Regions from separate parts of the Mus musculus genome. Here region 2 is linked to region 1. The links are chromatin contacts, called in public HiChIP or PLAC-seq maps. All regions are on one chromosome and are shown on one strand. The core of a region is the stretch at or near the end of the contact, and the rest is flanking DNA. Distances in the headings are between cores, read along the strand shown. Region 1 overlaps Fgf10 (fibroblast growth factor 10). Region 2 has its middle 230 kb from the start of Nnt.

What was found. HiChIP or PLAC-seq counts read pairs in DNA pulled down with a chosen protein or histone mark.
Region 2: a CTCF HiChIP or PLAC-seq map of the NIH/3T3 cell line shows a contact between it and region 1, with 5 read pairs. The contact joins two enhancer-like sites. A contact is called at or near these places in 1 of 15 datasets of contacts at CTCF or cohesin (the NIH/3T3 cell line) and 1 of 115 datasets of contacts at active chromatin or transcription factors (the NIH/3T3 cell line).

The regions. Positions count from the first base shown.
Region 1 is chr13:118,788,012-118,791,365 of GRCm38.p6, reverse strand. Fgf10 (fibroblast growth factor 10) reads right to left here. Exons shown (of 3, transcript NM_008002.4): 3 at 1-2,247. The coding sequence ends at 2,050. Among named protein-coding and RNA genes, the nearest start is that of Fgf10, 75 kb to the right of the region's middle. Within about 2 kb of position 1,580, at least 7 of the 459 cell types and tissues checked have an H3K27ac peak or open chromatin away from gene starts, as enhancers often do. A contact at or near this core is called in the NIH/3T3 cell line, where this site is marked.
Region 2 is chr13:119,176,272-119,179,625 of GRCm38.p6, reverse strand. No RefSeq gene overlaps it. Among named protein-coding and RNA genes, the nearest start is that of Nnt, 230 kb to the left of the region's middle. Within about 2 kb of position 1,680, at least 39 of the 459 cell types and tissues checked have an H3K27ac peak or open chromatin away from gene starts, as enhancers often do. A contact at or near this core is called in the NIH/3T3 cell line, where this site is marked.

The DNA.
Region 1 (3,354 bases), core at 331-2,830:
AACCACAAGAAGTATACATTTTAAAAATCCCATTTGTCAGAAAACAAGTTGAAAGAACACCACAAAATGCAACCTATACCCATAAACCAAAGCATTGTGCCTCTGTGCTTTTCTCTTGAAATGCAAGCTTTTCAAAGAAATCATAAATTATGACCTGTAGGAACATTCTGAAAAAAAAGGCCAATTTTAAAATGACTGATCAACCTTTAATAATAATATTTTAAAAAGCTGATTTGTACTGGTCAAGCATCAGCACAAATAAGTTAGAAGAGGATCACAAATCACTAGCCTCTCTAGAGGTTAAATTTTAGTAAACAGACACATTTGGTGAGTCTTTTTGTTCCTATCAAAATACTGAATCCAAACAATGAAAATAAACAGACATTTCCAAACAAGAAAGAAGACTGCAGCATCAATATCATCTCAGAGTTATCCTTTAAAATTTTTTTAGAAGTGTTTCCTACATTCTTAAAATCACTACAGACACTGCAAATAAGGCTTACGTGTTTATTTAGTGATCTACAGAGCGAGGGTGCATGGCACACTTACATACTGCTTTCTATACCTTTTCTAAGAAAATGAATTTCAATGTGGTTATATTATGGAACCTTCTAGAACATTTTAAATTTACAGAAAACAAGGTTTATGTGGTTCTGTAAAGACTAGACCATTCAGCTTGAACAGGTGTCAGTATATGGTTACTCATATACTAGGATATATTTGCTCAGGTTAAGCCCCAGGGAGAGTTGCACTTCATACCAAATTTCCTTTTTTGGTTCTTTTGAGGGAGAAGGATTCTGTGGGCCTTACAAAGGGCTCATGTATGTGCAGATAACCTTTGCATCATTTGCCATTGTGACCTGTGGCAAGCCATCATCAGTAGGAAAAAAAAAACCCAACAATGTTAGTCTAACAATTCATTTTTTCTTCTTTTAGTATATTCTTGAAGATGAAATAAGACAATGAAAGAGAATTTGGCCTTCTACATTTTAAGGTAAGGGTCCCTCTGGACTGATATATGTTGACAAATGATGACAGATATCTGTTACATAATCTATAGCAGAATTCTGCCATAGTCATTGCTGGTGTTTTTTATTGCAGAAGTGCAAATTAAGTCAACTGAGAGCGCATGGGGCATTCATACTGCTTCCTTGATCTCATCTCCTATTTCTGAAGTGTTTGCCAAGGTTTTAAAACACTTTGTCATGAATGTGCGTATGGTGCCAGAGGGGGGAGGGAGGGAGAGAGAGGGAGAGAGAGAGAGAGAGAGAGAGAGAGAGAGAGAGAGAGAGAGAGAGAGAGAGAGAGAGAGAGAGAGAGAGAGAAAAGGTAAACCAGAGGGCAGCATTGAAGATACTCTTTAAACCCCAAAAGATATTTAACATCCTATTAAATAAATAACTTAGAAGGAAATAGAAAAGGATGGAGACAGAATGCACAAGCATACCATACTATTTGTATTAGGACAGTTTCATACTACTATGTTTATATTTGTAAATCTGATCCAATTCTTCCATGGTGCCACACCCAAAGCTCCTTTGGTTGTGCATATGATATGACCCAAGTGCTTTCCAGTAAATGCTTGCGTGTCTTACTGCTCATTGAATCATCAGGCTTGAATGAGCAATGAAAGTCTTTGATATGTGTTCATATTCCATAAATAACTTTCCCAAAGATCATTCAACAGAGTGTTCCATGTTCTTTAAGTTCTATCTCAGAAGTTCAAAAACAAAAACTTAAAAATGAAACAAACAAACAAACAAAAAAAGCCCAGCCCCCACCACAACATTGTTCACTTGAGGATAACTTCCATCCAAACTTGACTTGCCTCTATCTTGATTATAAGGCATGACACAATGACACAGAGCTAGTGAAAAGAACTTTGTATGTCAGCAGTGAGTACAAAAACATCCAAAGCCTTCCTTCCTTTAAACAAGCTGAATTCAGGGCTATGTCTTTGCCTTTTGAGCTACAGTCTTCAGTGAGGATACCATCTCTTTCTGTCCAAAGAGTCATTGGTTGTACTGCATCCACCAACAGTGTTTTCTTCTATGTTTGGATCGTCATGGGGAGGAAGTGAGCAGAGGTGTTTTTCCTTCTTGTTTTTTGTCCTCTCCTGGGAGCTCCTTTTCCATTCAATGCCACATACATTTGCCTGCCATTGTGCTGCCAGTTAAAAGATGCATAGGTGTTGTATCCATTTTCCTCTATTCTCTCTTTCAGCTTACAGTCGTTGTTAAACTCTTTCTGCAAGGGAAACACAGTTATTTATTCAGATGGTGATAATACTTGATTCCATGTGATACAAGCCATGTAATGATCTACACTCCATTGTCTTGTTTGTAGCTTCCATTTTTTTCTTACATAAAGTACTCACTTCATATACAACGCTAACAACAGAAGAGTCAAAAATCCTAAGCACACAACAGATTCTGTGTTTGAAAACACACGAGTCATCTTTGATGAATCACTGCAGCAGTGCCATGTCTTCTGGCCCATTAAAAAGTTGAAATGCTTTGAATATAACATGGTTTATGTGCCTAGAATGATTATCAGGAAGTAGACATTACAATACCAGTATTTATGATGATCTAGCTATAGAGGAGAGTGTTAATAATCTTATTTTTCATGGTATTAACTATAGATCCTGTAAGAAAAATGGAATTACCAGAAATATGGGCTTATCACATTTACAAACCTTATCTACTTAAAAATCAATTCAAGGGATGATTTAAAGCTAAGATACAGAAAATGTTTTGGGTACTAGAGATGTCACTCACTTGATAGTGTTCATACATAGAAAGAAGAAGGCCCTGGGTTCTAGCTGAACATGGTGCCATATGATTATAATACAAATGTTTGTGGGGTGGCTATTCCTGGTTGTACTACATCTAGAATGAACTACAATCCAGAAATGGAAAGCACACCTGTGATCCAGATTTTGAGGCTGGAAAGACACAGGCTTCTGAGCTAGATCTTGATGTGGAGATCTTGAGTCATAGTGGCCATGAAAAGCTTAGTCCCAGGCTGGGTAGAACACACCTTTAATCCCAGGAGACTAAGGCAAGCAGATCTCTGAGTTCAAGGCCAGCCTGTGACAAAGCAAGTTCCAAATACAGACGTAGTGGTACACACCTTTAATCTGGGCCACACTTTCTGCTAGAGACCTACATAAGGACATTGAAAGGAGGAAGCCTCACTCTTCTTTATCTACTTGCCCTTACTTGCTAACACATCTATTAGAATCTATTTCTTCAGGATACCAGTTTATATAGAAGACCTCCTGAAACGTCTAGGCTCATGGGACTGAACAATTCCTGGATCCTTAGACTTCCCATTCATGGCTGCCCATTA
Region 2 (3,354 bases), core at 431-2,930, 390 kb before region 1:
TGATCAAAGATGCTGGGCTTGCTTGCAGAACTGCATTTCCTGGGGTTTCTCTTCAAAACAAAAGCACAAAGGAACAACCATCCAACCAACCAGTAAACCTGTTTTGCAGTCAATAATTTTGGGTAGTTTTGACTTTTCTTACACATTTATTACACATATTTGACTATTTAAAGTCTTTAGACAGAATGCAGGAAAAAAAAAAAAAACCTCTTGTTTTTACCCAATGTTTCCAGGATTAATTGACTGTGAAACATCTCCTTTGAGAAACATCTGCCTGCAGAATTCCCTGAAACAAAGTTGGGAAATGCCATCTTATTGTGTTCTGATTTGTTTTCTTTGCACAGCTTCTCTCTTAGACTTATAATCATCTGTGTCACCAGTTCTTGGTACAGTGTCTGGCACATAGTAGGCCCATAATGAAATCATTTGTTGAATGAAAACATGGGAAAAAGAAAGGTAATGATCTTATGTTTGAAGCTTGGGAAGGTAATATGTTTATTTACTATTGCCTACTCCCTCATCCCTACCCCCACCCCCATCTTTTAACAACTTAAAAAAATCCTCATAGATGTTGTCATATAATTAATAAACCACCCATTAAAGGCATTTTTCTGTTGCTTGATGATATCTGGGGTCTTTGCTGGGGTGATATCAATGTCAGGGGGACCCGACCTGGTTGGCATCCTCTCTGTTCTAATGTGAGGTCTTCATTTATTTGAGTGGCCAAAACACACCGTCTGATCTCTCCAGCACGAGAGCCTAAGGGTTGCTGGATATTTTTCATTATGAGTCAATGTTTTCACCAAGGGAATCTGCCCTATAACCAGGACAAAACAAAAGATCCTGTTTTTAAAAGATGACCGAACATCAAGAATATCAGGTATTTAGATCAGACTTAGAGTCATGAGTCAAGCCGACACGACACAGACAATATGAAGAGTGTGCTGCCCCTAGTTCATGTAAGGGTTTCAGGAGACCTGAACATTTGCTGAGTTAGGAGGGAGTGACAGGGTGATAACTGGAGGGTAGCAGGCAGGAGAGGAAAGAGAGGAAAGGAGCTTGGATATAGATTCAGGTTATCCCAGTGTTTACAGGATACCGGATGAACACAAGCCGGAACTGCAGCCAGGGGAGGGGAGAATGGGAGGAGAAAAGGGAAAAAGTAGCAAAGGGGAGGAGGGGAAGAAGGGAGGAGGGGAAGTAGAGGAGCAGAGATGCGGGGAGAAGGGGAGGAAGGGATGGTTAAGTAGTCTGGAGAACCCCAGAAATGAGTTTCAAGGGCAGGAAGAACGACCATGTCACATGCCTTGGAGAGGTCAAAGAAAGAGGCAAGGTGGCATTTGGTAATTACAGAATCTTTAAGTGAGTATTATTTAAGTGAGGAAAAAACAGGTCTTGAAGGAAGCGTAGGGGGAGTTGTTAAGATGGGATTTTTGCGGTTGGAAGTTGCGTGTGGTGCCCAGGGAAGCAACTGGTTGTCAAGGAAGGGCTCTGGAGAAGGAGTTCCGTTTCTCTACTCACACAGACCTTTACTATGTTGGCACTGGCGAGTCATAAGGCACCTCATTCACAACTGTTTGGAATGTATAAAAGTCATCAAATGGAAAAAGCTTTTAGGAGCACAAGGCAGCCAGGATGGATCACATAACAGCCCAAACATGTGACACATCACTAGATAAGTCTGAAAACCACAGCCAGGAACAACTCTGGAATCTGCCGGGGAGCAGGGTGGAGCTGCTGTGAGGGACAGATCTTCCCCTTTTTGGCATCTGCTGGCTGCTGCAGAGGGTAGTTAGCTAAGTCAGGGCTCCCGAGGGGTGAAGAGTCTGCTGGTTGTGGATGCTGGTGAGATACAGCACAAGGCCCAGGGAAGGAATAAAATCTGATGTGGTGCCTTGCCCTCTCATACATTTTAGTAATAGTCCTTGACTGTTGGCCCAGGCAAAGGCAAATGCAGTTCTACAGGAGAAACCCTTGGTTATTCCACACTTTCTGGTTTCGTGGGATTTGAAAATGACCTCTGGAGAACATTTGTGGGAGCTGATAAACTGTCACAATTTGATGATATAAAGTGTTTCAATAGTCACACAGTAGTACTTTTGCTGAGGACAAAACCGTGAAACATTATTACTGTAATTTTATTATTAGGTACTAGCTTTAAATACAAGATTAGTCTTTTTTTTTTGGAAGGGAATTATTTTTTCTTTCTTGCTGTATTTTATACAGAAGATACATTTCATATTTTGGATGCTTTCAGAAGCATTTTAAGGCAAACCTTGTTTAGCCCCAAGTGAGAGCGACTATCAGAATGCAGAGGGGAGAATCCAGGTATACTCAAGAAAGTAGGAGTTTGGCAGTCGACTGGATGCTAGTAACCCAGTGGATGTCTTTGGTGGCTGAAAGACTTTATTTTTTCCTCTTAATGTCTCCCTTGAGAGGGCATTTCTTCAGGAAGGACTCAAATGATAAGAAATGTGTGGGGGCGTGTGATTCAACCTGAAGACCCTGTGGGAATTAGAATCTCTGGGAGAGGGGGAGAGAGGGAGAGAGGGAGGGAAGGAGAGAGGGAGAGAGGGAGAGAGGGAGAGAGGGAGAGAGGGAGAGAGGGAGAGAGGGAGAGAGGGAGAGAGGGAGAGAGGGAGAGAGAATATGAATATGATACCAAGTTAAGGTCAGAGCTGTTTACTGACTAGCAAATCCTAGCCCAAGGCTGTGTCCATCTGTCCTGATCTCTCATTTTCTCTTTCCTGTGTTTTTTTAGAACAGCCAGGTGAGGATCCTCGGCCGATGCCCAGGGAGGTTGAGAGTAGGAGCCAAGGGGATTAGTTTGTGATGTAGTCCACCTCTGACAACAATGCCCTGTCTACCAACATCTCTTTCTGAGACTGCACTTTGAAAGTAGTATTCTTTTTTATCATGCAATGCTTGAAAAAGTTCCATGCAAATCCACATCACATGGTGGATTAGATAGTAAGAAAAAAAGGTACATGTTATTATTATTATTTTTTATCTTAGGAAGTTCACAATGTAATATGTAAGTGAAAACCATTTAGGTATATATGCAAGGTGCTCTTTAGTATGGAAGATTTATTTTGTAAACAAAGATTCCTGGTGAGAAAGGTTGTAGGAAGAAAGTTTTGAAAGATGAATGAACTACAGTTTGACAGATGTGGTAAAAGAAAATACACGGAAAGTAATAGAGATAGATAAAGATAATAAAGAAAAGACTAATGTAAGGAAATGTCCCATTAGACAGTAATAGAATTTCAAAGTATTTTAGCAAGAGTAATTTGGACAAACCATAGAGGAGACTAGGTGCACTTAGATCCCTGAACATGATCACTAGGCTCTTCT